Regions from separate parts of the Sus scrofa genome. Here all the other regions are linked to region 2. A link is a contact called in public HiChIP or PLAC-seq and promoter capture Hi-C data. All regions are on one chromosome and are shown on one strand. The core of a region is the stretch at or near the end of the contact, and the rest is flanking DNA. Distances in the headings are between cores, read along the strand shown.

Evidence for each region. Promoter capture Hi-C pulls out the DNA fragments that hold promoters and counts their contacts. HiChIP or PLAC-seq counts read pairs in DNA pulled down with a chosen protein or histone mark.
Region 1: a contact with region 2 is called in an H3K27ac HiChIP or PLAC-seq map of alveolar macrophages. The contact joins the promoter of PCYOX1 here to the promoter of SNRNP27 in region 2. A contact is called at or near these places in 1 of 5 promoter capture datasets (fetal skeletal muscle), 4 of 47 Hi-C or Micro-C datasets (adipose tissue, blood, embryonic fibroblasts and 1 more) and 2 of 2 datasets of contacts at active chromatin or transcription factors (alveolar macrophages and skeletal muscle).
Region 3: a contact with region 2 is called in a promoter capture Hi-C map of liver, with 8 times the contacts expected there. The contact joins the promoter of C3H2orf42 here to the promoter of SNRNP27 in region 2. A contact is called at or near these places in 3 of 5 promoter capture datasets (fetal skeletal muscle and liver), 2 of 47 Hi-C or Micro-C datasets (epiblast stem cells and heart right ventricle) and 1 of 2 datasets of contacts at active chromatin or transcription factors (alveolar macrophages).
Region 4: an H3K27ac HiChIP or PLAC-seq map of alveolar macrophages shows a contact between it and region 2. The contact joins the promoter of TIA1 here to the promoter of SNRNP27 in region 2. A contact is called at or near these places in 2 of 5 promoter capture datasets (fetal liver and fetal skeletal muscle), 4 of 47 Hi-C or Micro-C datasets (adipose tissue, blood, embryonic fibroblasts and 1 more) and 2 of 2 datasets of contacts at active chromatin or transcription factors (alveolar macrophages and skeletal muscle).

The regions. Positions count from the first base shown.
Region 1 is chr3:72,222,183-72,224,882 of Sscrofa11.1, forward strand. It overlaps PCYOX1 (prenylcysteine oxidase 1), which reads right to left and starts at 1,423. Exons shown (of 6, transcript XM_003354779.4): 1 at 1,217-1,423; 2 at 1-117. The coding sequence starts at 1,340.
Region 2 is chr3:72,564,743-72,567,442 of Sscrofa11.1, forward strand. SNRNP27 (U4/U6.U5 small nuclear ribonucleoprotein 27 kDa protein) reads right to left here and starts at 1,281. Exons shown (of 6, transcript XM_003481192.4): 1 at 1,159-1,281; 2 at 96-216. The coding sequence starts at 1,192.
Region 3 is chr3:72,288,251-72,290,950 of Sscrofa11.1, forward strand. C3H2orf42 (chromosome 3 open reading frame, human C2orf42) reads left to right here and starts at 1,334. Exons shown (of 10, transcript NM_001243818.1): 1 at 1,334-1,386.
Region 4 is chr3:72,239,262-72,241,961 of Sscrofa11.1, forward strand. It overlaps TIA1 (nucleolysin TIA-1), which reads left to right and starts at 1,274. Exons shown (of 13, transcript XR_002342584.1): 1 at 1,274-1,588. It overlaps TRNAG-CCC (a tRNA gene), which reads left to right and starts at 951; the gene lies at 951-1,021.

The sequences.
Region 1 (2,700 bases), core at 173-2,672, 340 kb before region 2:
TCGCCAAACGGCCGCCCACCTCTCCTTTTTCAAAAACATCAATCTTCACATCTTTCCCAAATTTCTGCCGCAGATAATAGGCTGCTGAAGTGCCACCAATTCCAGCTCCAATGACCGCTAGAGGGGGAAAAAAGAAACAGTTTTTTCCCTCTTATCAGCTTTGTAGGTTTCGTTTTTTGAAAGACTGTTAACAGACGTTACTTTAGGCTATTAACAACTTAGGGAAGCCTGGGGACAGGGAGGCAAGTGACAGCTGCTGTGAAGATAGAACTCTGAATCTGGACAGTCACTGCCTCCAGGCAAAAGTGATAATAGATAAACTTACAAACTGACACTAATTTTTTTCCCCCAATGCCCCAAGATTCTCACAGTTCTTTGCGGAGGCACCAAGTGGCCCGCACACCATTCTTTGTGACCAATACATGGGAACAGAGGAGGTGGGGCCCTTCCAGCACGCATTTTAAATAAAGTGGCCGCCATTTTTGCCTACATTTGCTCTGTCTCGTTAATGTGAACAGGTTAATGATCCCAAAGAACACAGCTTTAAGGGGAATTTAAAAAGCAAAGCAAAAGAAAACAGAGCAAAACACCAAAAAGACTGAAACTAAGAGTGAATGCTTCGGCTGTGTAGTCGTTCTAGGCAGAAAACTGTGCAAGCCAGTGGCCTCTGCGAGCAGGCAAACTTCAGCGGAGCAGCCGGGCCGGGCTGGGGAATGGGTAGAGCTGCGGGGCGGGGCGGCGAGGGCGCCGAAGCCCATCAAGGGAAGGAGACGCGGTCAGCGCGGTCAGGTTGTTTGCACTGCTCGGTGTGCTGTGCCCTCGTGGGCCTCTCAACTGCAGAGCGGAAGCGGCCTGTCGCTCCCGGACCAACCAGGGGACTGTCCTCCCGCAACTGCAGCAAGAGAAGTCGGCAGGAGGGGCCTCAGCCTCCTCGGAGCCCCAGGCCTCCGAGACAGGGGCCGCAGGGACGCTTGGCTCCCGCTCCCCGGCCCAGGTCTACCCCTCTACAGCCAACTCCTCAAATGGAGATGTCTTCACCCTCGGGAAAGCGCGGTCCCTGGGGCGCGAGCCGGAATGGGCTCCGCTTGCGCGGAGGGCTCATTCGGCGCTGCTCGGCGGGTGTCACAGGTGCCGGGCCTAGTGTATCAGCCTGCCGCCGCCAGGCACCGGGCTTATTCCCGCCACCTCCGCCCTGCGCTGCCTCCTTCTCGCCTACCGATCTTCTCTGGCGGGGACCGCGGCGCGGCGCTCCCGGGGCACCCCCAGCTGCACAGAAGTAGCAGCCCCAGCCACAGCCCGAAAGTCAAGAAGCAGGGGAGCCCGCCAGCGAGGGGCTTCATGGTTCTCCCAGTGCTGCAGTCGTACTAGAGCGCCCGGCGGTCCGCCCGCATTTGAGCCTGCGCTCTCCGCTCGCCCCGCCCCCTAGCTGGCCTCGCCCCTCCAAGCCCCGCCCAGGCCCGTCCCCAGCTCAGGCACCTGATACTCCAAGGCCACCCTTCCTCCAGAAGCTACAACGCAATCCTCTCGGTCCCCCAAGTCCTCCTTGCACCTCTGAAGCCCAGGCTGCTTCAGGGAGTTGCCAAAGGCCCCAGAGGAGGCTCACCCCAGCTTTTAATTTCATCAATACTGCCCTCTTCTGTTGATTCAATCGCTCAGGCTCAAAGAATGCACACAGCAAACCACTGTTAGAAACGGACAAGGGTGCCCCAAATACTTACTGAGTGATCACCGTGTTCACTATGTTCGAGATTTGTTGGGTACAAGATGACTGGGTAAAGGGTGCTAGGTGAAAGGGAAAATGACAGAGACCAGGGATGGGGTGGTCCAAACTGAAGGAAGTGGAAAAATAGTAACAGATATAAACGAAAGTCGTGTGTGTACTCGTATCATACGGAACATTAGGCAAACATTTAAAAGAATGCAGGCTTTGTATCTATTGTCCCAGTATTGTTCGGTCATAAAAGCTGTTGAGAAAGTGATGGGTGTCATATGATACTATTTCTGTAATTAAAATATCCCACCCAGGGAGTTCGCATTGTGGCTCAGCAGGTTAGGAACCTGACTAGTATCCATGAAGACTCAGATTTGATTCCTGGCCCCACTCAATGAGTTAAGGATCCAGCGTTGCTCTGAACTGTGCTGTACGTCACAGATGTGGCTCAGATCTGGCCAGGCTGTGGCTGTGGCTGTTGCTGGCAGCTGCAGCTTAGATTTGCCCCTTGCCTGGGAACTTCCATATGCTCTAAATGTGGCCCTTAAAATACATATCTATATCTATATCTACATATATCACACCCAATCAAAAAGGGGGGGGAGAAAAACTAGTACGTGAATGTGAAGAACAGTATATGGATGGAAGGAAAATAAGTTAAATAAAAAGAAAGTTTAAACTACTGCAAAATAAAGGATTTACTTAGTGGACAATTATTTATTGAGCTCCTTCCACGTGGCAGGCAATGTTATTATAGGTACTTGAGAAAAACCAGTGAACAAAACAATTTTTAAAATATTTATCCTAATGACGTATACATTCTAGTGAAGGGAAACAAATGACAATTAGAATAAGTAAGCAAATGACATAATATAGAGTGGAGGAAAAAAAAGTGGAGAATGGCTTGCAATTTTAAATAGGATAGTCAGATCAGGCCTCACTGAGCAGGATGGCACTTGAACAAAAGTTTGCAATAATTGAGAGAGTGG
Region 2 (2,700 bases), core at 31-2,530:
CCTTTATAAGTGATACAAACAAAGTTAAGGGCAGTGAATACTTACGCAGTTGCGTGAGACTTGCGGTAAAACTTCTGATAATTTTCTGCACTTACCTGGAACGTCTTCTGTGGGGGGAACGAGAGCGGCTCCTTCTCCGATCTCGCTCGCGGGACCGGGACCTTTCTCGGCGCCTGCGTTCTCTCTCCCGGGATGTGGACCGGGATCTCCTACGCTCTAACACAAACACACAAAATTGCAGAGTCAAAAATTACTTCAAACACCTATAGCTGCGTCATCCAACGGAACTATCATGTGAGCCACTTTTAGTTGTCACATTAAAAAAGTAAAAAAGACACTGACAAAATTAATTTTAACAGTATATATTTAACACAATATAGTCAAACTATTATCATTTACATGTACTGTTACAAAGAAATATTAGATATTTTATATTTTTTCCCTGCACTAAATCAAGGAAATCTGGTGTGTATTCTACACTTAAAAACAGGAGTTCTCAATTCAGATTGAGATCATGTTAACTTTTAAGATCAAATCTGATTAGTTGAACAAGGGGACAGAGCCAAGGGCCTAAGTGAGATCTCCCGATCGAAGTCTCGGCTTCTCTACCCCTTTGTGGGGACGGGGGCCAGAAGACATTACGAAGTGAGCTCCCTGCACAAAAACTCCCAAACAACGATTTCCCTATAAACTGGAAAGGAAACACTGAGCATCGAAGAACCTGGCGGTTACCATACGCTGAGTGTTACGGAGTGTGTCATCAATTTTCACGGCAGTTTTTAAAAATAGTGTTACCCACCCACCCCACCCCCATGTCTAATTATTACTGGAATTCGGACACAGGAAGATTGGACGGTTTGCATTCGGCCACTTACAAATCAAGGGAAACATGGTCTGATTCTAAATGCCCCAGCCACACGACAATAAAGGTTACTGTACGAGGCTGACAAAGTCTCGGCCAAACCCTAACTTTGGAATAAAACTGCCTTCAAACCGGAGGGTTGAAGCGTGTAGGGCCCGGGTCTTCGTTCCCCCATCTACCTCCGCTCTTCTCCTCAGGAAGAAAGGGTCGCCTCCTCTGCTGCCCCTAAACTGGGGGGAAAGGGGGAACAGGTCTCCAGCGGAGCCCCAGATCCTAAAAAGTGCTTCTGGACTTACCCCTCCGCGGAGAGCGGCTGCGGCTGCGACCCATTCGGAGTCCTCTTCCACCTCACACCGCCCCGGAAACGACTTTGCAACTTCCGGGGGGCCCGGAACTGACCTTTCACCGCCGACTGGAAAACGACAAACGACTCGCCAGGGTTCCGGTTTCTAAAGCCTGGAGGCGGTAGTGAGCTTGTTGTGACTCTAGCGGCTACGCCGCGACGCTCCCTCTCACAGTGTAGGGATTCAGTTGAGAACAGAGTTGGCATCTCTCTCCCTCCAACCCCCCTTTTCGCGGTGGCTTCCCCATCTTCTCTGTGGGCCTTAAACTATGCTACCTGATGCTGTTACAGAAATGTCTGGGAAGGGCTGTATATAAACCACACTAACACAGACCTCATTTTCCCTCATTTTCCTTTGCAACTGTCTTGTCCACATGCATATTTCATATCAGACCAATTCTAAATATTGCACGTACAAACAGTTTAAGTCCACACGGGGAAACACTAGGGTGGATCAGGTGGCAGAGAAGCAAAGGGAAAGAAAACATGGGTGAGAGCTTTTATTGAGTTTTGTGGGAAGGAATAGCAGAGGCAGGCATGTTAGCTAAACAGGTTTACGATTACTAATTTGAATAATTTCAGCGGGCCTTGGGATGTAGGGGCTGTCCGATGCCTATACTCCCGAGTTTGGCAGGGAAGGTGGGTTGCTGAGTACAGGCTTTCCACTGGCTAGTCTGCATATGAAAGGCACGGTCAGAAGGAAATCTTTTGCTGTCTCTGGGAATTAGCTGGCCCCAGGAAGGGCAGTCTCAGCAATGCCCTAGATGACAAAACACCAGAAAAAAATTAAAAAGGTATGATTAATAAAATTATTCATACAAATATTACACACCTATGTACCAGAGTATTAATCAGTGCAAAAGACACAAGTCAGCTCTTGACTAGGGTGCAGTCAAGTGAGGGATACAAACAAGTATAGTGTCAAGATGCATTGATGGGGCTGATCAAGATATTATGTGTACATAATAGGGGTACCTGCTTTGAGGGGGAGGGTTGTCAAGAAAAGTTTCCAGGGGGAAATGATGTTCAAACAAGACCTTAAGGTTGAAATACCAATTAGTCAGGTAAAATGGGGTGACTTCTGTGGTGGGGACAGGTGTAAGATTATCCAGGCAGAGATTGCAGGTGCCAGGGCAAGAGGCAAGGGAGAGGACAGGCTGAAAGTAAAGAACTAAAGTATGGCAGCTACCTAGGGAGCAAGGAGGGAAAGGTAGAGGCTAGAAGCCTCGTGAGCTACGGTAAAGAATTACCCTGAGGCAAAAGCAATTGAGAGCCTTTTAAGGGTTTTGAGGATGAGAGGGAATCACAACTGAGTTTATTCAGAGGATACTTTGTGTAATGTGGAGTTTTCACTAGAGGGGAAAACACATAGGGAAGAAGGTACAATAATCTATATTGGAAATTACAGTGGCCTGTACTAAAATGGTACCAATTGGTAAGGTGGAAAATGGCTGAATTTGAGAAATAATTGGTAAAACTGGGAAAACTTGGTCAT
Region 3 (2,700 bases), core at 84-2,583, 280 kb before region 2:
AACCTCCATATGCTGCAGTTGCAGCCCTAAAAAAAAAGAAAAAAAAAAAACCTTATAAATTGAAATAAGCAAAATTGGAAAAATTTCCTGGAAAAAATGTGCCCACCTCCCCCTACCTCCAGTTTAAGAAACAACATAACAAACCTTAATCTTGGAAAAGTCCATTTGTCTTATTAATAGTTGAGAAGACTAAGGTTCTGCTAACTAAAGAATGTCACTCACCATCTGGTTCCACAAGGTTAAAGTCATTATCCACTGCAGTCACAGACTTTCAGTTTGCAGATTAGGATTGAGGTACTCTCTGCTCTGGGAAAACTGGCAAAACAGGACTTCAGATAAATATTTTCAGAAGAAGATTTTATGAATCCATTTTTTTGTATCTTCCCATACTTAGAAGAGCACTAAAATTACTAGCTAAGATAGCTGTGTCCTGTGACCAGAAGCAACCTTCTAACAAGATGTGTGCTTGATTGCACATACTCCTTCTCTTAGATATATGACCTCCCTCCATATCTTTTTGGAGCTCTTCCTCAGAACTATCTGAGAGGCTGTCTCTGGGCTTATAGTCTTATAACCCAGAATACAACTGAACCACAGTTCTCACCTTTTTATTTATTCATACTATTTCATGTGACAGTTCTCAGCCACCCAGTCCACAGTGCCATCACTAATAAGGAGCAGTATGAAAGCCAAAGGTGTAGGAAATCTCATTCCAGAGTTTTCCCACACACAGGCCTCACCCTTGACACATTTTAACTCATGAACTATTGTCAACAAAGAGTATTCAGATTTATTCTGTGTGATTCCAATAATCAAAACTAGGTCACACCAGAAGCCAATAACAACTCATTATAAGGGAAACATTCAAGTAATATGTCAGAGTGTAATTAAGGGAGAAAAAGATGACCTGATGCAAACACACAAGTGATAGAAACAACGAATTCTTTGGTGAACAAGACTCCCTTGACAGAACACTAAATCGCTCGCATCTGACATCTGCTAATAATGCAGAAAATCTAAGGAGATTTTTTTCATCAATGGTCAATGGAATTCTACTCAGACTTAGGACTCGCTCAGGCCTAAAACAGTGACGACTAATCCTAGAGCTCTGGGCTTCCAGCACCAGCAGGGTCGGCCAGAAGCACTCTAGGCACAGCAAAGAACCTAAACTGTACAGTCGTCAGGTCAGCGTAGATTCCACCATCGGATTCCGCAGCAATAGTCAGCTGGCTCCAAAAGGAGGAAACTACAACTCCCGTCAGACAACGCGAGCCCAGGTAGGCGTGCTCTAGCCGCGCGTGGGCGGCTCTGACCAATAGCGACTGTCGTTACAGCGAACAGTTTGGCCGCGTTTGTAAAAGGACGCGGCAGGAGAAGAGAGAGGAGGTGAGGGCGGTCATCAGCGTGGGGGCCTAGGGCCGCGGGGTGGGTTGCGCAGGGCAGGTAAGGGGGGCTGTGCTAAAAGAAGGGGGGTGCGGCTATGGGACAAGGACGTAGAGCCGGGAGTCCCGGCGCATAGCGTGTCCCGAGGGCAGGGTACCGGCCAGGTGATGCTTCTGCTCGGGCCTACTTAGGACCGGAAGTAAGCGGTCGCGCGGGGAGGCTGCCGGGAAGCTGGTCCCGGGTAGTGCGTCAAGGGGCAGGCGGTCCCGGAAGCCAGGTGGGAGGTGATCGTCCTGCAGGCCGCGTGACTGGGCTGTGGTCGGCTTAGCCCCGGTGGCCTTTCTCCATTATCCTGAGGCATCGCAGGGCAAATGGAAGCACCCCGGACCTGGAATTGAGAGTCCTGGCTTATGGTCCTGCCCTTTCCTCTCACTTGTGGTTTGACAAGGAATCCAGATTGCAAACTCACGTTAAGTTATCTGGAGACTGGCTGAGGGATGTTAATCAAATCACTACTTTCTCTGAGCCAACTTCTTCATCTCCAAGATGGGTAAAATAGTACCTACTTCACAGGATCGTGGTGAGCAATACATAGCAATACATGAGTAAATGCATGGGAAGGGCTTACTTGTACTCAGTAAACATTAGCAAGTTTATGTCTTATTCAAGGTGACCCTTTATTCTCTTCACTTACTGTGCTTCACAAGCATTAAACAGCATTCACCAAACTGTATAGCCCTGCAAAGAGTAACGGGCTGAAAACCCAGTAGTTCAAGGAATGTTCGTGGGGTAGCTCTTCCAGCCCCAGTCCCTTTAACGCCATCTGATTGAGGAGGCTGTTTAGTAAACTTGCTGGGGAAGAGGAGACCCTTTCTTAGGCAGGATTCAAATATAGGTTGTTTACAAGTTGTGTTACTTGTTTATATATGCTTTCAGCATAGAATCTAACAAGTAATACTAGTAACGGTTTAAAATTCAGATAGTACAAAACAGCGAATTGTACATCTCCCTCCCACTTTGTATTTTTCAAGTCCCCAGTCACTTCTTCTGAGACAACAGATTCTGAATCAGATTGAGAATGATTTTAGAACCCTATAAGTATATGAGGATGGGGGTTTGATCCCTGGCCTTGCTCATTGGGTTAAGGATCTGGCATTGCCGTAAGCTGTGGCACAGGTTGAAGACGTGGCTGTGGAGTAAGCTGGCAGCTGCAGCTCTAGTTTTCGACCCCTGGCCTGGAAACTTCCATATGTCATAGCTGTAGACTTAGAAATCAAAACAGTGGCGTTCCCATCGTGGCTCAGTGGTTAACGAACC
Region 4 (2,700 bases), core at 24-2,523, 330 kb before region 2:
GAAACACAAAAATAGTGGGTTGGGGAGAGGGGCGGGATGGGGAATAGGAAGTAACTGCTAATTGTACAGCTTTCCTATTCAGGATGGTGAAAGTGTGCTAAAATTGATTATGAGATGGCTACACATCTCTGTGAATACACTAAAAAAACCACACTGAACTGCATATTTTAAATGGAAGAAATGTACATTATGCAAATTATATCTCAAAAAGTTTCTTAAAAAAATACAATCTACTATTAACATTTGTCTTATTCATCCTCAAAAGACTAATATTTGATATCTTTGAATGAAATCCTAAGAATGTGCAACAGATTCTAAAGACAAGTCCAAAAATGGTAATCCAAAATTATCACAGTCTAAAGGAACTACTTCAAAGAAGAGATCACATTTTTGAACACGGACATTCCCCAATGTTTAAATTTTTTCACATAAATTATAAAATGCAATACAAAATGCATAATGAGTATATTGAAGTACATTTCAGAACCCTAATTTTTCTGCCTCCCCCCCACCCACCCCAAAAGGACTGAAACTTGTATATGCCCCAATTCATATGGTTTTAGAATTCTTGGGACCGATTTGCATTAAATAAATATTTCTTTAATATTTTCCAATGTACACTGAGTACATAAAGAAAAACTCCGCAAAAATCTGGAAATACATGCCCGGCTTTCAAAAAGCTGCTTAACACCAACAAGACAAATTCTTCTTAATGAAACTCTTACTTTTTAAGTTTAAAAACAAATTTTAAATGAGATTTTTCCGTACTGAAAAAGTAGGAACATCCATTTAACTGTATTGGAATGAGAGAAATCATCACTTACATTAAGGGAAAGTAGCAATAGGCTTTTGTTTTTAAAGGAGTGAACGAACCTTCCTCATAGCTGTTCGGGAACGAAAGTTTGCTTGCTATTAGTTCTAAAGCATTTCTGCAAGAAGCATTACCGTCAGCGCCGCTGGTGTAGTGGTATCATGCAAGATTCCCATTCTTGCGACCCGGGTTCGATTCCCGGGCGGCGCATGGCCTTTTGCTTTGCCTTAGATTATTTTTATAGCTTTTTCTTCTTGTAGAAACACTTCGAACTTTTCATTTCCACGAATATTTATATTTCATTATAATTCACCGTTGAAACATTCGAATCGGGAGGTGGAATTCAATAAAGTTTACTGTAGTCCTGAAATAGTTAACCTTCACGCCTGCGCAGTCTGAGACAAATCCCTGGCGTGGTTGGAAGAGCGGCTGCGCAACAAGTGAATGTATGGACTGAGGTGTAGCCTGGCGGCCGGGAGGTTGAAAGTGCAAGATTCTTCTGCGCCTGCGCGGCCCGGGTCACTTCGCTGGCGGCTCCAAGGCTCCCGGCTCGCCGCCATCTTGTATCGGGGCTTCATTGTTCGCTCTGGGCCGGGTGGTTTAGTGTCATTGCTGTCGAAGAAGGAGGCGGAGTAACCTCCGGTCAGCCAAGAAACCCCCGCTATTCCGCAGCCATAGCCGCTCAAAAGATTTGTGAGGTAGTAAAGCGTAGGGAGCTGGACTCAGAGGCGCCGCCGCGACAGCAGCAGCCATGGAGGACGAGATGCCTAAGACTCTGTGAGTCTGGGGCAGCGATGAGGGGGGCGGGATGGTGGTGGTCCCGGAGCGAGGCTTCGGCTCAGCGCCGTTGCTCAGCCTATTGTTCCCCGTGGACGCCGCGATTTCGTGGCTCCTATTTTAGGCGCTCACCTGGCTGCCTAGGGACCGAGACCCCGGCTGTGAGAGGACGAGCTGGAGGGAGAGGGGGCTCAACCCTCTAAATTAGTCCCTACACGTTTACTACCCCACAGCGTGGCTTTTGGCTTCGCCCGGGGCCTTCTGTGGTTTTAGGCCAGGAGAAGACTTTTTAATTCAAACCTCTTTAGAACTTGGCGAGCCTTTTTGTCCCACGCTTTTCTTCTCCCCCCCCCCCACCCCGGCTTCTCGATTAACCTCTTTTCGAGCTTTATTTCCTTTCATTTTAGTTTTTTTCCCAGAAACTCTTCCTTTCATTTCCTTCTCGTTGATAGGCATTCTTCTCTTGAAAATGTTTGGACTCATTTTCCGGGAGGTAAACTTTATTCCCGCAGTTGCCAACTGGAAAAAAAGCCAGATGTTTTTCTTTGAACTTTTCTTTGGCTTTCCTTCTGTGGCACCCCCTCTCCAGATGAAAAAGTCTAAAATCGGACCCCTTGAGGATTTTGAAAGTGCTGTGTTTGTTTGTTTGTTTGGGGGTTTTTTTGTTTGTTTTTTCAAATGGAAATCTCACCCGGAGGGATAGATCTACTAAGGGGAAGTGGATCTAATACGTTTATATCTTCGCCTTCTACTTTTGTGATTGACATGACTCTGAAGGACTGGGGAGTTTTTAATGAAGCAGCAATTAATAAGTACCTTAACGTATTTAGTCACCTCTGGGAATTTTTAGAGGTAGTGTTAAATGATCTTCGTTTGGGATCTTTTCTTTGTCATGTAGCCTTCCCCAGCATTCTTTGTTTTTCCAAGTATAGTCGGATGAGGTGATCCTGCCTTTGTTGCTTTTCTCCAAAAGAAAGAAAAAAGCCCAATGAGTTTTTGATGTAGTTTTTTGTTTTTATTCTTAGGAAGACTGACAATTTGAGAACTCTATGCATTAAAAATGCGCCCTTCGGTTTCTTTTTGCAAGTCTCTAGATATCACTTATGAAGTAC